Linked DNA regions of Zea mays: region 1 is linked to region 2. A link is a contact called in public Hi-C data. All regions are on one chromosome and are shown on one strand. Each heading gives the region's core, a stretch centred on a gene start, on an enhancer-like site or on the middle of the called end of the contact. The rest is flanking DNA. Distances are from core to core; before and after follow the strand shown.

Region 1 (3,191 bases), core at 527-3,026, 88 kb after region 2:
AAGAGAGTGTGCCAAATAGATTGTGGCGAGCCCCTATTTATACACCCATTATGTCGAAAACTGGAGGGTCCCGCTTGTCAATGACTGGTTGCTATTCTAGCAAAGGGAAGGTGTTTTTTCGGACCTTCGGCTTAAGGCCTTCGTCCATATCGCAATATGAATTTTTCAGTACAGCAAAATTAATATTACGAGGGGCTACTGTTGGGGGCCTTCGGCTTCCGAAGGTCCTCAAAAACATGATTTAACAATGTTTTCCAAGTGAAATGTGTAAGCAGGTATCTTCGGAATTGGATTACAAGTATATAAGATTATGGCCAAGACGAAGCTTGAGTGGGAAGGAAGGTGATTGTGACGAAGAAAAAGATCATTACGAAGCTATGCGCAGAAGAGCTTCGGCATAACGGCGGAAAGGGAAACCGACTTAAAGATGAAAAGCCAGATTAAACCTCGAAGAATTACTATAGAGTTATTGATAAATGTAAAGGGCATTAATGTAATCTTACATGGGCTACGTCCCATACCTATAAATAGATGAACAGTGCTCCCGTACTGTTCACGCTGACTTGGCATTCACTTTTGGCGTCACATTTGTATTTTCACTCCTTCAAGCCGAAGGTACATTTGTAATTTAACATTGTCTGTAATAATAAGTTAAATGGAAATATATCAATAATAATGTTTATAAAAGATCATATTACTTTCTGTATTTTGTATGAATGTTCTTTACTTCTCATCATGGTCGTGAAGGCATGGCTTTCATAACCTTTGTCCTAGATTCATTATATCCGAAGGGAAATAATGACCCGAAGGACGAAGGGCTTTGACATTTAATATTTTATGTTGTCTTGTTCTTGATTCATAGCATCTGAGAACAAGTCCCCAACAGTGTAGGGCCCTGCGTCTTGGTGATCAGGCTATCTGTAACCGTTACCCCTAAATTTTTCCCCCTATATCACTTTTCCCCCTATTTTTCTCCCTATTTTTTCATCTCCCGCAGCGGTTCCCCCTAAATACTCCCCTTATACCCCCACTACAACTATAAAATATAATTTTCTATATCAACTATCAATTTTTTATCTACTAACAATTACTCGTGGACCCACGGTACAGTGTTTAGGGTGATGAACAGTGACACACTAGATCTGGGGCGAGAGAGAAGGGGGCCGGCACGTAGGGGGCGCTGTAGGGGCACCGCTGCGGCCGTGGAGTGCCCCCTACAGCCCCCATGCAAGGGGAGGGGGATGTGTTGCGCATAGTCTCAGATCTGCTGTAGCCTGTACCTGAAGCCAAACACAAAATTAGCATCGACCGAAAAAAAACACACACAGCATACGGAGGGGGGAAATAAAAGAGCTAAGGGCTAGTTTGGGATCCTTTTTTCTAAGGGGTTTTTATTTTTCTAAAGAAAATTAATTTATTTTCTCTTAAAAAATTAGAAAACGGTGTTTTCAAACTAGTTCTAATAAGCAGAAATGAGGAGGTCAAACCTATATAATAGTACACCGGTGGAACTTTTTGAATATTTAAATCTGCTGAGCACGGCCAGAATTGCTACTTTTCGTGTCGCTGAAAGGCCGCACTAAGCGGCTAAGATGAGTACTTTTCCTTTCACTTTCACGGAAAGGGAGTAGTAGATGTTTTAAAAAAAAGGAACGCCGCTACACGTGGCGACTCAAGTGGTAGACTCAACAGCAATCATCTAATAGCTTATGGTGGTTGGTGAATATGCCCATGGTCGTGGGCCGCTGCAGCTTCTGCACTAGCCCAAAATAATAGAGCCGACAAGCCCGGCCTGCAAATGTAATCCGAATACACCAATTGAAGCCCATTAGTGCTCAGATCAATTGTAAATATCCTAATCCTAATAGCAGATCTGCATGTAAGTCCCATTTCTGCCCATTGGAACTGCACCGAGACCTACATAACCTCAGTGCCTTTTCTTTTTTTTTCATAAAGCCATTGGAACTGCACACGGCCACACGGGACATGTTTTTTTTTCATAAAGCCATGTTTCCATGTTGATTGTTCAATGCCTTCGACCTGGCGCCCGGTAACTGAAATGTGCAAGCACTGCTGCTTCTTTCCAGGCCCTCAGAACTACAGGTCGTGTTTTTTGGTCTACATTTCTAGGAGAGTAGGAGTCAGGATGAAAGTCAAAGCTATTAAGAACTACGTTACCACGGATCACCAGATCCGCTCCCTTCCCTTCTGTCAGCAGTAGAGGCGCAAGAAGATGTAGAGAGCTCGTCTCCCTTCTCATAAGCACGACAGATGAAACACACAAGACACTGGATATAGGGTTGGGCCTCTGGCCTCTTTCTGATCTCTGTATTATGAGGAGGTGTACAAGTTCCTTATATAGGGATGTGAGACCCCTCAGGGACAAAGCAGTTATTTGCCCACATAACCCTAACTAGGGTTACTTAACACTCTCCCTTGGGCGAATACCGCGACCAACACATGCCTCGTTAAAACTCCGAAAAACCCAGTGGGAAAAATGTGGAGAAAGAGTGCATGGTGATACAAATTGCATTTGCACTTTGTTGCCTCGTTAAAAACCTCATGTGAGAAACTTCAAGAAAACTCACCAAGGGAAAAAGAGTACAACAACTGTCACCGGGACAGATTTCGATCCTTTGGGATCTAGATTCTATCGAATCTTCTACAAGGGCTAACTTTAGAAATGTGCTCCCCTGATCCTTGCAAAACTGTATCAATAAGGCAAAACATCTTCTTCTAGAAGTATATGCACATAAAGATTTAGCAAACGGATTGCATATCCTTGCAAGGACTATTTCAGGAACTTTACCTCTACTCACTTCTAGGATATACGAGGCAAGTGCACGTATCAATATAAATAAGCCACTTTGACTGATGGTGTTCGATCGACTAGATCTATATATTTGATAGAAAGTTCCATAAAGGTTCACATATTGATCATCAAGCTCACGCCTTCAGGGCATAGAATATGACATTTATTGTCTCACGGTTGTGATCAATATAAGCATTCGCTCCCCCTGACGATGACATCTGTCAAAGTCGTTATCCCTCATTACTCAAGCATATTCTTCAAGATATATGTCTCATTGTTCATCTGGAATAACGAGAATGGATGAGGTTGAGGTGCTATCATTTTCTATCTTACACCACAATTTATACATAGTTGTGCAAAGCAAATAACATGTCCTTCA
Region 2 (2,854 bases), core at 175-2,674:
TTTGTGCAGGGATTTCCTGTGTCCGCACATTGTGGACAATAGCTGGTGACGAGGGGCCGGGAACCTGGAATTAGTCATCAGCGAGTATGAACAAAGAAAGCGACAAGCGAGTATGAACTTGGGTGTTGTTTGGTTCAAAAAATGTAACGCAAATGGTAATGGTAATGGTTTCGGCTCGATTATTGACGGTAACAAATTTGAATAGGCTGATATCAAATTTTAGTGTGGTATCTGATTACGATTGGACTAAAACAAACATGATTTAACGTTATCCGTTACCCATTACGTTACAAATATGTGAACCAAACGGCACCTTGGTGCTTAGAATTTGATTAGTGCGGTGTCCCAGCTGCGCAAGCGTTGAGGATACACCACTGGCTTTCCCACTCTGCCAGGATTTGTCAACGACTCAACGAGACAAGGAGTGGCTTTATTTTATTTTTTTTTGTGTGTGTGTGGTACTCTATACTGTATTTATTACTACGCACATATGAATACGATACGGAGCGGTATGAACATACTCGATCGGAGCCAAGCAAAGAGAATCATGGTTTGTAGACACAGAAAGGTGGGTACGTGGTGGTTGGGTGGATATTTCGGTTTCCTAACTAATTCTCAACGCAGCCCAAGCAAGCAACCTCCTCCTGCTACTACTACACACATAACACGCACCGCTCCACAAGTAAACCTTTCCCGATCTGCCCAAACTGCCATCCCCAGCCGCCCCCGCCCTGACAGATCACGTAATCCTCCAGGGGTATCTTGGTCGTTTAACGCTGGCCAGGATTGATCGTGTGGTCTACCAAAGTTCCGAAAGCGACTTTTGCGGGATCGGACGCCTGGTTTTACGAAATCGCAGGCGGCCTCGGCCTGCCGTGTCGTGATCGGATTCCGTGGCCCCGACTGTCCGTGAGCGGCTGCTTCGCTTGCGATTCCGTGCAAGGTACGTGCTCTGCGTGCATCGGCTCGAAATGCGTCGAAACTGAGGGGCGGTTCCGAAAAAACCGGTCGTGGTGGCGGCCACCGGCAGCCGGCAGGCGTCGGGTCGGTGGTGAGGCCGCGTCACAAACGCCACCTGGAGCCAGCCAGCCCAGCCCAGCCCCTACCCAGGTCGTCCCGACGCCTCCTCGCTGCGGCCTGCGGGACGGGAAGGAGCGCGACGGCGTCATCGCGGGCGAGGCTGCGTGACGCGATCACGCGACGGCACCCGGTCTCAGCACCCGGTGTCCATCATTCCTTCACCGTGCCTGCCCATCACGGATTCACCCTGCCCCGGCCCTCGCATTAAAGGCATGTTTGGTTCGTTACCTCAATTGCCACACTTTGCCTAACTTTTCTGCCTAAGGTTAGTTATTCAATTTGAACGACTAACTTTAGGCAAAGTGTGGCACATTTAGCTACAAACCAAACATGCCCTAAATCCAGCACCAAAGCAAGCCGGGCCCCGCCATAACGCCTCCCGATAAACACCAGCGCACCCAGCCACCCACCAGCAATTCCCGGCCCCCCGGTGGCTGGCCCACGCCGTCAGCGGGAGTGCTGCCGAATCGGTGTTGGGCTCCCTTTTATAGACGTAACCGCAGCAGAGATGCGGGAGGGGTGGCGGCCGGTTTTATTATCGGAGAAGCAAATTGAATTGAATGGCACCGGCTCCGATTAGCTGGACCCGTAGCTGTTGTTCCTGCTGTTGTCGTAGCCATAGCATCCCACTCCTCCCTCCTCGGTAGATTCGCCTCATCGCCTCCCTCCTCCTCCTCCTCCTCCTCTCTTTCTGCTCTCCCCGCTCTGCATGGAGCCAGGCGCGCCGTGGCGCGGTCCGCGCCAGGGGTACGCCTACGGGGTCGGATCGGCGACGGCGATGCAGATGCAGCTGCAGGAGCGGGCCGACGCGGCCGCCGGTGGAGGGGTGCTGAAGAGGAGCCTCGGCGAGCTGGAGAGGTGGCAGCACCAGCAGCAGCACGTGGCGGCGCAGCAGGCGCTGTACCTGCGCGCCGTGAGGCAGCGCACGGCTGCGGCGGTTGATATCGCCGCCTTGCTGGGAGGGATCCCGTCTCAGGTTGTCCCCGGGTCCAGCTTTGGAGGGGGGCTAGCGTCGCCTTCGTCGACGTTATCGTCGCTCACCACCGCGTCCAGGGCGGCGGTGCCGCTGATGCAGCCGCAGCCGCAGAGGCAGGGGCCGCTCATGACGTCCTCACCGCAGACGCAGGCCTTCGGGTTATCGAGGGCGCCGCTGCCTCAGCCGTCGGTTTCGAGCGATCTGTTCATTCTACAGGAGCTCGAGAAGCAGCTGCTGGACGACGACGACGACGACAACGAGCCGGTGGCGGCGATGAGCGGCACCGGTTCCGCGGTCACCAACTCCGAGTGGGAGGAGACGATACAACAACTCAGCTCCATCGCAGCCGCGCCGTCGCCCGGGCCCCCTGCAGCGGCGACCCCAACCAACAACAACAACAATAACGTGGGGATGACGAGGTCACCTTCAAACTCCTCCTCCTCCACCGCGTCTTCATCCGCGTCCTGCTCGCCGCCGACCCCCGGGGCCGCGTCGAGGCAGCTATTGTCTGAAGCCGCGGTCGCTATCGCGGACGGCAACCATGACGCGGCGGCCAGCCATCTGGCCGCCCTGAAGCGCGCGGCCAACCAGCACGGCGACGCGGAGCAGCGGCTGATTGCCATGATGGTGGCCGCGCTGTCCTCCCGCATTGTCCCTGCCGCCTCCGCCCCAGCTCAACACCTCGCCGAGCTCTGCGGTTTCGAGCAGCGCGCTGGGTCCCAACTCCTCCAGGACATCTCGCCGTGCTTCCGCGTCGCCCTCCACGCCGCCAGCGTCGCCATCGTCGATGCGGTCGGC

The links. A called contact is a pair of places that touch in the nucleus more often than the background predicts.
Region 1: a Hi-C map of endosperm shows a contact between it and region 2, with 1.9 times the contacts expected there. The contact joins the enhancer-like site here to the promoter of LOC100273177 in region 2. A contact is called at or near these places in 3 of 25 Hi-C or Micro-C datasets (ear, endosperm and leaf).

What each region holds. Positions count from the first base shown.
Region 1 is chr10:138,521,500-138,524,690 of Zm-B73-REFERENCE-NAM-5.0, forward strand. No RefSeq gene overlaps it. Among protein-coding and RNA genes, the nearest start is that of LOC100383502, 14 kb to the right of the region's middle. Within about 2 kb of position 1,777, at least 17 of the 20 cell types and tissues checked have an H3K27ac peak or open chromatin away from gene starts, as enhancers often do. A contact at or near this core is called in ear, endosperm and leaf, where this site is marked.
Region 2 is chr10:138,433,641-138,436,494 of Zm-B73-REFERENCE-NAM-5.0, forward strand. LOC100273177 reads left to right here and starts at 1,425. Exons shown (of 1, transcript XM_020545847.3): 1 at 1,425-2,854. The coding sequence starts at 1,790.